Regions from separate parts of the Mus musculus genome. Here region 2 is linked to region 1. A link is a contact called in public HiChIP or PLAC-seq data. All regions are on one chromosome and are shown on one strand. Each heading gives the region's core, a stretch centred on a gene start, on an enhancer-like site or on the middle of the called end of the contact. The rest is flanking DNA. Distances are from core to core; before and after follow the strand shown. Region 1 has its middle 13 kb from the start of Gm39783. Region 2 has its middle 24 kb from the start of Ptges.

Region 1 (7,377 bases), core at 2,423-4,922:
GCTAAGAGAAGATTTGGGAGGGGAAAACCACAACTTAGGCCTTGTTGTCAGGACCCTGGCACCCAACCTCCTTAGGGATTGAGCGCACAGATGCAGGAGGGTAGGGGGTAGGGGACGGTGGAGCCTGCTTCACAAGTCAGAAGCTATCACTGGGCCACTACCTTAGGACTGGTCTGGTGAGGGGTCATTCTGGAAGCCCAGGTGTGCTTCTGCAACAGGGTCATCCAGCCTGGAGGGATTTTCCCTTCCCCAGACATCTCTGCTCTCTCCCGAGGGCCTCTGTGCCTCACTAACCTTTCCTAGGTTCTTCTCTGCCAGGAAGCCATTCTGATGCCCAGAATGTCCCCACCCCACCCTCCACCCATCCCCCATAGCCTGGCTGCAATGGGATGGATCACAGGGTCCCTGTGGCCTCCAGGGGCCACAGTTTCATTGCTCAAGACTTTGTGGATGTTTCGATTGCAAATGTGTGACAGAGCACCCCGTTGATGAGGTGCCAGTGTGTGGAACACAGGGCCTTCACCCTGCTCAGCAAATACTCTTACCAACCCAGCCAGATACCCAGGCCTCACTGTGCCGACCTGACTGGCCTAACAGACCTCAAGTTCCTTTGCTTTCCAAGCTGAAATGTTTGCTTGTTTCTTTCTTTGAGACCCGGTTTCTTTGTATAAGCCTGCATGTCCAAGAGCTCACTCTGTAGACCAGACTGGCCTGGAACTCACAGACATCTGCCTGCCGCTGCCTCCTAGGTGCCAGGATTAAAAGAGTGTGCTACCACCTCCTGGCTTGAGCCAGAATTTTAAAGGAGTATGCTATCATGTCTAACCTCTTTTTTCTAAAAAAAAAAAAAAAAAAAACCAGTCAGACAAGATCTTCCTAAATTGCCCAGGCTGACCCTGAACTCAGAGATCTGCTTTCTCCTCCAAAGCCACCAAAATCAGGCTTATAAGGATGTCCCACTTCCTGTACATGGGGGTGGCTCTGGAGGAAATCAGTCTCCAGAGGCTGCATGACAGACACCTGTAACCCCAGTAGTCTGGATTCGGAAGCTGGAGGACCGTGACCCTGAGACCAGTTTGAGCTACTTAACAAGACCATGCACGTCTCAGAAAACCGAAGACTGTGGCTGTAGGTCCAGGGTAGAGAACATTTGCCTAGCTCGCTAATCCCAGCACACTTACACACATTTTAAAACAGTAATAAGCCCTCACATTCAGGCTCCCTGGACTCTGTATGCATGATGTTCTCTAGTAAGAAGAAATCGGCAGGGTACTGGAAAGACTGCTCAGTGGTTAAGAACCAGCTGAGAACCCTAATTCTGTTCCCAGCACCTAGGTGGGACTCTGGCACAACTGCCTGCAACTCCAGTGCTGGAGATCTGGTGCCCTCTTCTGTCCTCTGTAGGTACTGCACACACACACACACACACACACACACACACACACACACACACACACACACGACTAAAAATTAAATATACATAAAAAGGATTTAGCAGGAAGATTAAGAGTCTTGTTAGCAGATGATCAAAGGTCAGGAAAGGGACAAGCTATGGTCCCCCCCCCCATTTCTGTTATTTAGCACTCTTCCATAGTGCCTGCAGTCCCCATGGTAGCACTGGCCAAATTCTAGGCTATGAGCTACCAAACCAGCCTTCCCTGGCCACTCAGAGTCCCCAGGTGACCGCATTGTTCCTGACAGCTCTTGAATGTGCCAAAAATGTGGCTGACTCAACCACACCCCAGAACTCCAAGCCTGACACAAGACAAACGCAGTAACCTGAGGGAACCCAGGCACATGGGACTCCTGACTCACAGTGTCTGGACTCTGCTGCACAGTTAGGGTGGGATCTGACAAGTATGCACAGTGGGGGTTCTGGGCGCAGTCCTGGCAGAGGGCTTGCCATTGAATTCTCAGATTCTGTCCCCAGCCTTGCACAAAACGGGCATGGTGGCATGCACCTTACGCCCGGCAGCCACAAGCCACAAGGTGCAGGGGACATCTCTTGGTTAGGAACGTGTTTGCCTGGGACACATAAGGACCATGGAAAATCCAGGTGGCACGACATCTGTAATTCCAGGGCTGAGAAGGCAGAGAGAGGAGAAGCCCCCAGAGCTCACTGACTTGCCAGCCTTGCCAACTGGGCTCTAGGTTCAATGAATTCCCCAGTCTCAAAAAATAAGTTGGGGGCTAAGAAGATGGCTTGGAGGGTAAAGTGCTTGGGGACAAGCATAAGTCTCTGAACCTGGGTCTCAGAACCCGTATAAGAACCGGCACAGCCGTACATGCGCCTGGAATCCCAGCACAAGCTTTCTGTTAGCCAACCTTAATCCGTTATGCAGAGGTGATTGACAAGAGAGACCACACCCCAAGCAAGATGGAAGGCGATGAAACCCGAGGTTTCCCTCTGACCTCCACACACCCTGTGGCATGTGAGGGCCTGCACTCATACACACAAACACTATGTTCCCTTCCACTATGTAGCAAGTTTAAAGCAGTCTAGGATCCATGAGTTTCTGTCCCAAAATAACCAACAAACTTGACCGCAAAGCTAATGGTAGGGGAGCCAGCTAGAGGGAGAGACCTTTGGGGAATGTCCTAGAAGGGGCAGCCTTACCTTGGATCCCACAAACCTGATTCTTAGCTTGAAGGCCAAGCCTAGGTGTGTCCCTGCCCCCAGACATTCAGTCTCAAGTTCCCATTGCCTAAGGCAGTGGTCCCCTGCGTTGAGACTTGTATTTGTGAAGCAGATGGAGGTTGAGCAGGCGTAAAGTTCAAGGCTGGTCCTGTCCCAACCCCTACTAGTTCAGAGGGCTCTTGTGAGCTGGGACTTGAACCCAGAGTCTTGGTTTTTTTGTTTTGTAGTTAATATTTATTTGCTTTCTGATCTGTGTATCAGGTCTATGGCTGGTATCTGAGAAGATCAGAAGAGACTGTCAGATGCCCTGGAACTGGAATTGCAGATCCTGTGAGCCACTGTGTGGGTGCTGGGAATTGAATGTGGAATCCATGGTCTTGTGTCCATTAATTATGTCTTTACTTCAGCACTACTACACTGAGTCCCTGCCTCGCTGACCCAGAACACAGCACCGTTAGCCAGCCATTGCCAGGAGACAAGAAGAGTCTGAATCTCCCGTGTTCCCCCTCTCCTTGGACTGCACTTAGTGCATACTGGGTAAGCTTGGTTTCCAGGCCCTGGGGGGTTTGGAGAGAGACTGTACTCCTAGTCCAGCAGGGTTCCCCAAGTATACATGCACACATACATGTTTGCTTGGCCACTTGTCGGGGAAGCACAGGGAAAGGACAGGACAGCACACGCCGAGTACTACCAATGCTAGAGATGGGAAGGGTAGAAGTAGGAGGATCAGAAGTTCAAGGTCACCTTCACAATGATCAAGTTGGAGGCCAGCCTGGGCTACATGAGATGCCATCTCAAAAAGTAAAGCATGGTTTGGGCTGTGCAGGAAAAAAATCAGTCCAACCCACCCCCTTCCTGCAAATTCCTGACCAGGTTTGGCTAGGCAGAGATCAGATCCACAGCAGTAGCAGCAGTTTCAGACTCTGGGGGTCAGGGGAATCCCAGACGGTGTTATCTGCAAAGTGGTGTGTGTCTCCTCCAGAAGCCTAAGCAAGCATTGGCCGTTGTCCGGTAGGGGGTGGGAATTGGACCGGAGCCAGAAGCAGGAACCAGACTTTCCGCTGGGCAGGGCTCCGCAGCTGGGCTGTAACTAGAGTCTCCTGGGTTTCTCAGGGGCAGGACCCCCTCAGGTCTGGAATGCAGCCTGGGCCCAGGGAAGGCTAACAAATGGTGAAGGCTTTGAAATCTCAGCTCCGCCCTCTCTCGGGGTTGAACAAACAGCCCCTCCTCCCACCTCTGTTGGAAGCGCCCAACCCTAGGCTGCCACTCAAGTTTCTCCTCGTCCTCAGGCTGGGGTTACAGCTGCCCCATTCTGCGGGCCTCTGTGGTCCCAGGACTGTGGGGAGAGAGAAGCAGAAAGACTCAGGTCCCCTCTCCCTGCCTTCTCGGGGTTCTGACCCGAGCTAGATTCTAACCCTGGCTCACTAGGAAGGGCCAGATTCAGCAGGGAGAAACGGGAGAAGTGGCAGGAGCTCCCTCACCCCCATAAGGAATGTCCAGCGTAGAATTCTATTCTCAAGCGCCAGGAGCTGGACTGGCCAGAGAACGTTTGTTTGCATTTCAGCAAAAACCTCCTTTGTCTAATGTTGTCTAGCAGTTCCCAGGAGTTGAGGTGGAGGGAGGAAGGTGTGGCCCTGAAACTAAGGTGCCACACCCCACACCCACCACACCGTGTAGAAAGCACTGGGGGCTCAGGCTTCATCAGCTTCTTATACGCAGGGTTCCAGCTGAAGAGCTTTTCCCAGAGACCTTGATTCTGAGAGAGGTGCGCACACAAGGCCTGCCCCAGCTCCAAGGTCAGGGAATTGAACCCTAGAGTGTTCTTTAAAAGTGCCCTGCCCACTTTCCAAGGAAGCCCTTTCTTCATTCCTAAACCCACCTTGGAGTCCCGCTCTCAAAGAGCCCTTGCTTGCCTAGATTCAGTCCATAACTCTGTAGTCTCCTGCCCGTGTGCTCCCAAGACCTCACCTCATTCCAACCCTTTCTCTTCATCTCCACCCCATCCTCAGCGACATGGGTGCCAGGACAAGCCTCCAGCTCTCCCTAGCTCTCTTAGTCCTTCCTGGGCTCCCAGCCCACACTTCATGGCTTGCCTCTTTGGCCCCTTCTGAACAACCATGTTCACAAACATGGTGCAGGAGCAGACTACTGGAGGTTCAGGGAGACCGGTGACACTGGAGACCAACCCTGATGTGGATGGAGGCTGGCTTGCTGCCACCAACCCTAGAGGGACAGAGTGTGCCATGGGCAATGGGCTGAGCGAGTTGGGGTAGGGTCTGCAGGTCTTTGCCACCTCTCCAGGCCAAGTCACCAACTAGTCCCATATACCCTCTGCTGCAGACAGAGCGTTCTGGATGGTCCCTAAATTGTTAAATCCTCCAGCCAGGCCACCAGGCCTCAAGGGCCCTGCCCATTGCTAGACAGAGTGGCATTGTGTGTTTGTGTGTTTGTGTGTTTGTGCACACGCGTGAGGATGAATAACAGCCTCTCCTTCATGTGTAGGGTTCCTCTCTTGCCAGTCCTTCTGCCTTCCCAGGAAGAATTTCCCCCAGCTTTCCACAGGCCATTAACTCAGTGCCCTGACTTGAGGAGTTAATGAGTAATTCGGCTGGACAGGGTCTGACCTCAGACTGACCTTGGGTCCCCTGCATCCCTGCAGCTTGCTTTCCTGGTAGAGTATGTGACAGTTTTGGGGTGAGCCCAATAGTGGGCTCTGAGTTTTGAGCACCCTGCCCCCAGTCACCCTATTCCTGAGCCTCAGTTTCCCAACAGTCTTAGGCAGGTGTCCACTTGTAATCAAGAGACAGTTGAACCCATGAGGACCCTGTAAGTAGCCTCTTTGTCATGTAAAACCGGGCTGGAGCAGTGGCTGTGTCTGGCAGTCCTGGAGGAGGGCGGGTGGCCTGACCCCTGGCTTCCTCTGCTGGGCCTCACCTCCTTGCTGACACTGAAGAAGCAAAAGAATTGAGAAATCTGGGGCAGCTGTGTGAATGCACACTGCTGAGGAGGAGCAGCCCCTGGTAACTTGGCAAGCTGGTAGCTCGCTCGCTCGCTCAGCCGAATGGGCTGAATGAGTGGGCCAGAGCCTGAGCGTGAGCCGGAGCCCAGGGTGCCCATGGGTATCACCCAGCCAGAGGTAAAAGGGCCTGGATGTCTGGGAGGTGGGAGAAAGGTTAGTAGATTCAAGAGGCCAATGCCTCACTTTGGGCCAAAAAGAAATACATGGTGTGGTGGGGTTGCATTTTTTTAATTAATTAAATTATTTATTTAGTGTCTATGTGAGCCAGCCTGTTGTGTGAGTGTGTGTACGCATTCACGTGGATACTCATGCAAGTCCGTGCCCACTTGTTATAGAGGTCAGAGGTCAAGGTCAGATGTCTTCATCAATCACTCGTCATGAGGAACTCCTTAACCAAACCTCAGCCAGCTAGCTAGACAACAACTCACAGGAGTCGGTCCTTTCCTTCACCGTGTGAATTGTGAGGATAAACCCAGGTTACCAGACTTGGCAGCACACATATTTACCAACTGAGTCACCTTGTGGGCTTGATGCAGTTGTTTTTTAAAGACCAAAATAAGAACCATTAGAGAGGGTTGGAACACAGTGCTCACTGGAGCTTGTGAATAGCACCTCACACCAGCAAGTGGACAGAGCTGCTGCTCTCTAGCCACCGGGCAGGGGTGGCTTCTGAGGTGTTCAAGACCTAGTCCTAACTGAGTACCACTGCACCTCCTGTCTGATAAGTCACAAAACAAGACTCGAAAGGAGGCTAGTTTCCAGGGAACTGTCTTGCAGAACAGTGGTGAAGGTTTACATAGACACAAAAATATCCAAAATTTGCAGTATCTGACATATGATTAAAAAAATTGACACTCATAACTGTGTTTATATACAGCCATAATCCCAGCAGAGAGACAGGAGGAGCCTGACTTTGAGGCCAACCTATAGTGAATAGCAGGATAAAACAACAACAACAACAATAATAATAATACTGTCAGAGATGTAGCTCAGTGGTGAGACACAAGACATAGGCTCAGTCTGTGCATGGAGCATAAACAGATATGCAAAAAGGAAATTAAAAAATGCTCTAGAAAGAAAAGAATAAGCTGGGTATGCTTCTGAAAGGTTTTAGCTCTGGCATACACAGACTGAGCAGGCTAGGGCATGGGGAAGATTCTTTTAAAATCATTTTTCTATTTTTCTTAAAAGGGGCAACTCTAGCCAGGCGGTGGTGGCGCACACCTTTAATCCCAGCACTCTGGAGGCAGAGGCAGGCAGATTTCTGAGTTCGAGGCCAGCCTGGTCTACAGAGTGAGTTCCAGGACAGCCAGGGCTACACAGAGAAACCCTGTCTTGAAAAAAAAAACAAAAAAAAGGGGGGGGGGCAACTCTAGCAGTGGTGGCACACACCTTCAATTCCAACACTCAGGAGGCAGACGCAGGCAGATCTCTGAGTTTTAGGCCAGCCTGGTCTACAAAGTGACTTCCAAAACTGCCCAAGCTACACAGAGAAACCCTGTCTTGAAAAAACCAAAGGGGCAGGGACAAAAAGAAAAAAAAAAGTCTAGTCAGTCCTGTCCCCCCCCATCATGTGAATCCTTTACGCGGAACTCAGGAACTCGGGGGTCAGTCTTGGCGGCGGCAAGTACCCTTACCCACTTTGCCATCTAATTCAAGTCCTAAATTCAAGTTTTGCAGTTGATAGTGTCTGAGATACAAATACCCAGGGCGTGTTTCA
Region 2 (6,813 bases), core at 2,065-4,564, 170 kb after region 1:
CACCCTGGCGCATGAATCCCGGAATAATCCTGTGGAAGAAGAAACCCTTATATCCAAATCCTTTCTCTCCAGTACTCGGTGTCTTAAGTACATGGTGGAGTTGATCACGGCTGCAACAAGCAGTGACAGGGGGCAGCAGCGCCTGCCAAATTCAGTTGGTTGATTTTTGAGATAGTTTTACAATGTAGGCTGGTTAACCTAGAATTTGCTATGTGGTCATGCTGTCCTTAAACTTACAGAGATCATCCACCTGCCTCTGCCTCTAGAATGTCAGGATTAAAGGTGTATCAAGCCTGGCTTAATAGCTGGTATTTAAGAAATTCGTTTTAACTGGCATTCATGGTGCCTTTAATCCCAGCACTTGGGAGGCAGAGGCAGGTGGATTTCTGAGTTCGAGGCCAGCCTGGTCTACAGAGTGAGTTCCAGGACAGCCAGGGCTACACAGAGAAACCCTGTCTTGAATATATATATATATGTGTGTGTGTGTGTGTGTGTGTATACATATATACATATACTACAGTGCATATACAGAAGTCAGAAGACAACTGTGGGAATATGTTCTCTCCTTCCACCATGTGGGTCCCAGAGATTGAATATGGTCATGAGCTTGGTGACAATCATCTTGACTCCCAGCACCCTTGCAGGCCTGTCTAGCTGATGTTTATAACTGTCTTCCCTGGGCCCTCAGTAAGGCACTTCAGCTGATGTTGGGCCTCAACCATGTGGGGTGACTACTAAGTGCCCTGGGTAATGACAGAGTAGTCATTTTCTTAATCTACACTTTGTGGCTATCATTACTGCATGTATGATCACGTCACAGCACACGTGCAGAGGCCAGAGGACCACTTTGTGGTTCATTTCTCCTCTTCCTCCTGTGAGTTCTGGGAATTGACTTCAGGCTGGCAAGGCAGGTACTGTTCTGGGCTGAGCCATCTCTCCAGCCTCTGCATGGTCTTTAGTCACAGGATGTAGACATAGCACGAGCTCTGCTAACTGGGGCTCCTGTACCAGATGCCTCCTTCTACTTCATTGAGAAACAGGGTCCACTTTCCTCATCCTGGAGAGACCAGAGTGCTCTGCTGCCCTGATTAGTCACCCCAGCTGGCACCATGACTCCCCTTGTCACCTGCTGACTCAGAAGTGTGTTAGCATCCAGTTCCACTGCCATACATTTCCCCTCTGGAGCTAAGACTTCTCTGGAGTTCAGAAAGAACACACAAGGCCAGCGTTTTGCCAGTAAATAGGTCACTGGGCCACAGAAGTCGGCCCTCCACCCAGGTCTGTCCCTTCACCCCGCACCGGTTGTATGTGTCAGGCTCTCTAGAGGAACAGACCTGCAGAATAATGCATATGACAAAGGGGCTTGATTAGATTGGCTTACATACGGACTGGGTTTTCCAACTGGGACTGAAGAAGCTCCGTCTGCGAGGCTGGTGCTGAAGGCCTGGGGGACTCCTGGCACAGTCCATTTGGGAAGATCGAATAAACGGGGTTCTGGCGTTAGCCAGAGAAAGTAGTGACAGAACACATTCCCTCAGCCACAAGTGTCCTGTGGAAGGAGGGCAGCTTTCCTCCAGACTGTTTATATCAGCGCTGAACTGGAGCAATCCTTCTAGAGCATGCTCCCACAGACCCACACAGAGGTGTGACTGTTGGTCGGACCCGGATCCAGTTGACACCGATGAACCATCACCAGGATGAGCTCTAACTCCTGCCCTGGAGTTAGTGAGCTGCATCTAGTGAGCCTTGTCTCAGCCCTGCTGGTGGGAGTTGCCATTGAGTCTTTAAGGTCATCTCCCTGTTTCAATGACGTCCATGAGCGGGGCCTTCTGGCTGTATGTCTCTTACTGTAAAGTAGCCTGGAACTTGTAGCAATCCTCCTGCCTCAGCTCCCTGAGTGTTGACATTCTTGACTATTTTACTTTTTTTTTTTTTTTTAACGTAAAGTCTGGAAACCTAGCGTGAGTTTCGTGCTCACGTATCTCCACTGGCTTCCTGGACTCACTCTGTTTTGGGTACTCAATGACCACGTCTGACTTGTGATGGCCATCATGGGCAGAGCAGGGCTCTGTAATGACAAACTGAGGCTCCTCAAATGCCCATCAGCAATAACTGTGCCAGCTGGAAGGTGTTTCCGTGTGAAACATTATTTTCCTCTGACTATACTATACATTAAATCGATATTTTTATTTACTTTATGGGGGAGGGGTGAGTGCCACAGCTGGAGTATGGAAGGCAGAGGACAGCTTGCAGGAATCAGTTCTCTCCTTCCAGCATGTGGGTCCCAGGGTCAAACTCAAGCTGTTGGGTTTGAGTTGGCTGAGAAGCAAGAAGGAGCCCATGTCGGATCCAACATCTAGTTCCTATATAGTGTGCCTCTCTGAGCCTCAGCTTCTGTCTATAAAACATGCATGAAAGTAGCTGGCCTCTCACTCTCGTGGGATGTTCCAGGCTCTGCAGGAGTTGTGAGTGTCCTAAGGGTTAGTTATTGTTGCTGTTGCTGTTGGTGTGTGTGTGTGTGTGTGTGTGTACATGTCTGTGCACATGCCTGGTGTGTACATGCACGCAGAGGCCAGGGGCTGAAGTTGAATTTTCCGTGCCTATATCTAGCTGAGTGTGTGCCACATGTGTGGGTGCTTGCTGGGGGTATACAGTCCACTGGAGCTGGAGGTACAGGCGGTCGTGACCCTCCGGCCAAACCCAGGGCCTGTGTAACAGCGGTAAAAGTGCTCTCGCCCATCAGCCACCACTCCAGCTCTTCCACGTTATTGTTTGAGACAAGGACTCTCACTGAGCCTGGAGCTCTCTGATTTGAGGCTGGCTGGCTGGAGCTCCGGGGATCCCCAGGCATCTGTCTGTCTTCCCCTTCTTAGTGCTGGGGTTCCAGCCACGCACCATCACACTGGTTTTACACACGGCCCCTGGGGATCTAATTCGGATCCTCAGGCCTGTGTGGCAAGCCCTTTACTCCACACTCTGCTGTTGCTATTTTAAGAACTGAGATTCAACTAGGCCATGTTCCTTCCTGAGGCTAAGCTCTTACACAGAGGATGAGCTTGTATCCAATCTAGCCAGCCACAGGGGGCCGGAAATGAGTCCCCCAACACTTACCTAGCATCAACAAACACTCAGCAGCCGCTGAGACACTCAGGAAGTTGGCTCATTTGCAAATGTCCCTACATTTCAAATCTTTAGCAGCAAGCCAGAGGAGGGAAATTTGGTGGTGGTGGTGGGGGGAGTTACACAACGCCTCACTCCCCAAGCTGGGTGAGGCTGGTGCCCTTCCCACAGGGTCATCCGGGGAACACACACAGTCAGAACTGATAGAGGCCAAAGGGCTGGGAACACATGTGTGATGCGCGTGATCACCCACAACAGTGCAGTAGTAGGGAAGAAGACAGAGAAGGCTTCAGAGCTCTCCCAAAACCTGGCTAACAGGCAGGCAGCCAAACCATATACTGGACAAGGCCCAGAACTCAGGCCTCTGCCATGTCCCTATGACACATCATTTCTTTTATATACCCAGATGGACATATGTTTCCCCAGACCAGCAGCCATGAGGAATTGTCCCTGTAAGGACTCATGCTCCTGTCACCGTGGTGCAGCTGATTGGACAGCAGAGAGCACCTGGTCACAGGTAGCAGTGGGTACCTATGGCAGCACCCAGTGCTCCTCTGAAGCCCTGATGGGAAGGTAGGCGGGATGGGCCCAAATAGACCACGAGGAACTAGAGCTGTGAGCAGCTGGTACAGAGACACGGCTCAGCGGGAAAGAGCACTGCCTTGCTTGCAGAGGACCTAAGTTCAGTTCCCTGAGCCCACATGATGACTCAAACATCCCCTAACTCCAGTCCCAGGGAAATCTGACACCCTCTTCTGGTCTCTGTGGGCACTTTATACATGATGTGCACGTTCAGACAAGTACGCACACACACACACACACACACACACACACACACACACACACACACACACACACAAATAAAAATAAATTTTAAATGGAAAGACATGAACTCACAAACGACTCTGGAAAACTGCTTTTAACGCTGACTGGCTCACCTGCCTGCAATACCGTGAATGCCCACTAGAGGTCTGCTTATCCTGGCGGTCTCATGGACTCTCTGCCCCAGCCATAGCAGAGCAGCTGTCAGCCTTCACAAACCAGAGAGGCTCAGACTCTTCCACCCCCGGGCTTGGAGACCATACTTTCTCTGGGTACCTTAGGGTTTTAAGACATTCTGTGTGTGTGGCTCCCCATCGCCTAACTCCACTCCACGGTGTCTCAAGACCCCACCCCTTCCCAGCCCAGTGTCTCAGTGACAACCAGATGAGCCCCTGGCTGCCAGCAGGCCTCTCATTGCACTTGGGACCAGGCTCTTCCTCAGATATGGTTCTGGCCACAGAAGCCACCACGGGCGATGTATGAACCATTGTAAGCCTGTTGGTAGCAGCAGAGAAAAGAGCCACTTTCTACACCAGAGAAGGGACCAACCAGACAGAGAGACTTGGATTAAAGGTGCGTACCACCAGGCTGGTTTCACTTTAAGGTTTTATTAGTTTGTTTTGTTTTTCAGGTAGAACTCCCCAGCTAGCCCTTGAACTTGCATTGTGGTCAAGGATGACCTTGAACCTCTGTCTCTCCCTCCCAAGTACTAGGGTTACAAGCATGCGACACTTTATGAGGTGCTGGGGTGAAACTCAGGGCTACAGATATGCTAGGCCAGCGCTCTATCCACTGAGCCACGCCCTAGCCCTACCCACACTCCGGAGATGAGGAAGCTGGAGTTTGGAGGAGGGGCATGACTCAGCCAATGACTGTGCTCCACACCAGCAAGACATGCTCTGGATAACATATGACTATGAAATCCCCCACAGAGCCAGGAAGATGGAGCTGTTGGTCAGCAAGGTATGTGTGCGACTCACCTGGTTTGCCTCCTTCCAGGGCCAGCTGGGAGCTCCCATTCACCCACCCAGAATGTCTGGCTCCCAATCTGGGCTCTCAAAACTACCTTAAAGGAGCAGGCACCCAAAAACATCCTTTGTCATCCACACTACCACCCCAAAGTACAACGGACAGCCAGGGACCCAGACACGAATGCTGGACAGCGCCAAGGCTTGCCTCAACGCCATCCTCAGGGACTTGGGGAATTGGGGAGCTCTGGGAACTAACTGCTTGGCCTTGCGTTTCCGAACTTCGTTTTATCCCAGAAGACAACTCTCTTCCTCCTGGCTGGAGGCGGTAGTTGAAGCGGGCCATTAACACTCCCCAGTTCCACCCGCAATGAGCATGCGTGTTTGAGAAGTAAAGCTAGCAGGCACCAACTGGAAAGCCGGGCAAGTCCTTGAGGGAACCAAAGAAATGAGAATCCCAGAGGAGCAGTCGCGGAAAGGCTGAGCTTCCAGCAGGGGGAGCACGGGGGCCTTTCCAAGATCGAGCTCACACACTCCCCACCCCACCTCCAGCCCTTGCTGGCCGCTTACCTTGTCCTCAGGTGTCTCTGCTGAGCTCATCCGTGATGACGTCACCACGTCACACTGGAGGCCTTGGCGGCGTGATATCCAAGGGGGCTTCGGGCTTTTCGCTGTCTCCTTCCTTTCTCTATGACTCAGGCCGGGAGACACAGGCTGGGGCAAGGCTGTCCATTCTTGCACAATCGCTGTCCTCATCCGAACCGCAGCCCTGTCGGGGGCCTCCCTAGGCTCTCAGCCACCTGAGGGTAGGATTTCAGACCTGGGCCCAGAGACAGACGTACTCCACTGTCTGGCTGAGGAGAGTGCGCTCCTCAGTTGCTCTGTCTGTGGCTTGCACACCTATGCTCCCTTGGGAGTCCTCTGTCCAGGTGTCCTGCTCCCCTGTCTCTCTGCCCCTCCCCGCCCCTCCCCTGTCTCCTCCTCCTAGTTTCTCTTTTCTAAACATAAAACTCATCTTCTAACCAAATTCGCACAGGCACTGATGGGACATGTGGTTTTTAATAGGAGATGGCCATGATTCAGAAAAGGTGGTGGCACACGCCTTTAATCCCAGCACTTGAGATCGGCAGGCGGATTTCTGAGTTCGAGGCCAGCCTGGTCTACAAAGTGAGTTCCAGGACAGCCAGGAAACCCTGTCTCGAAAAGAAAAAAAAAAAAAAAAGAAAAGAAAAAAGAAAAAGAAAGAAAGAAAAGAAAGGAAAGGAAAGCCTGAAACAGATCATCTATCCATTCATGCATCCACCTATCCATTCATACCCACCTGCCCACCCATCTATTCATTCACCTATCCATCCTTTCAAGTACCTCCCACCGACCCATCCATCTACCCATCCATCCATCATCCATCCACCCACCCATCCACCCACTCATCCACCCACTCATCCATCCATCCAGAGGTGGTAGAAGCAGTTTAAAACCGTGAGTTCACTAACCCATAACCCTAGCACTTCAGAGGTGAAAGCAGGAGGATCAAGACTTTGAGTCTAAGAACCTGGAGAATGGCCGGTGATTAAGAGCACTAACTGCTCTTCCAAAGGACCAGAGTTTAAAGTCAGCACCATGTTTTTTTCTTTTCTTTTTTTAAAATAATTTTTAAAGATTTATTTATTATTATATCTAAGTACACTGTAGCTGTCTTCAGATGCACCAGAAGAGGGTGTCAGATCTCATTACAGATGGTTGTGAGCCACCATGTGGTTGCTGGGATTTGAACTCAGGACCTTAAGAAGAGCAGTCGGTGCTCTTAACCACTGAGCCATCTCTCCAGCCCCCAAGTCAGCACCATGTAATTCACAGATACTCCAGCTCTGAGCTCCGCCCACTCTTGGCCAGTGAGTGCCCT

The links. HiChIP or PLAC-seq counts read pairs in DNA pulled down with a chosen protein or histone mark.
Region 2: a contact with region 1 is called in an H3K27ac HiChIP or PLAC-seq map of embryonic stem cells, with 5 read pairs. The contact joins two enhancer-like sites. A contact is called at or near these places in 2 of 484 Hi-C or Micro-C datasets (embryonic stem cells and nephron progenitors) and 2 of 115 datasets of contacts at active chromatin or transcription factors (embryonic stem cells and pancreatic cancer cells).

What each region holds. Positions count from the first base shown.
Region 1 is chr2:30,754,814-30,762,190 of GRCm38.p6, forward strand. No RefSeq gene overlaps it. Among named protein-coding and RNA genes, the nearest start is that of Gm39783, 13 kb to the right of the region's middle. Within about 2 kb of position 3,673, at least 173 of the 459 cell types and tissues checked have an H3K27ac peak or open chromatin away from gene starts, as enhancers often do. A contact at or near this core is called in embryonic stem cells, where this site is marked.
Region 2 is chr2:30,924,282-30,931,094 of GRCm38.p6, forward strand. It overlaps a transcript of Ptges not described here and the pseudogene Gm13400. Among named protein-coding and RNA genes, the nearest start is that of Ptges, 24 kb to the left of the region's middle. Within about 2 kb of position 3,315, at least 92 of the 459 cell types and tissues checked have an H3K27ac peak or open chromatin away from gene starts, as enhancers often do. A contact at or near this core is called in embryonic stem cells, where this site is marked.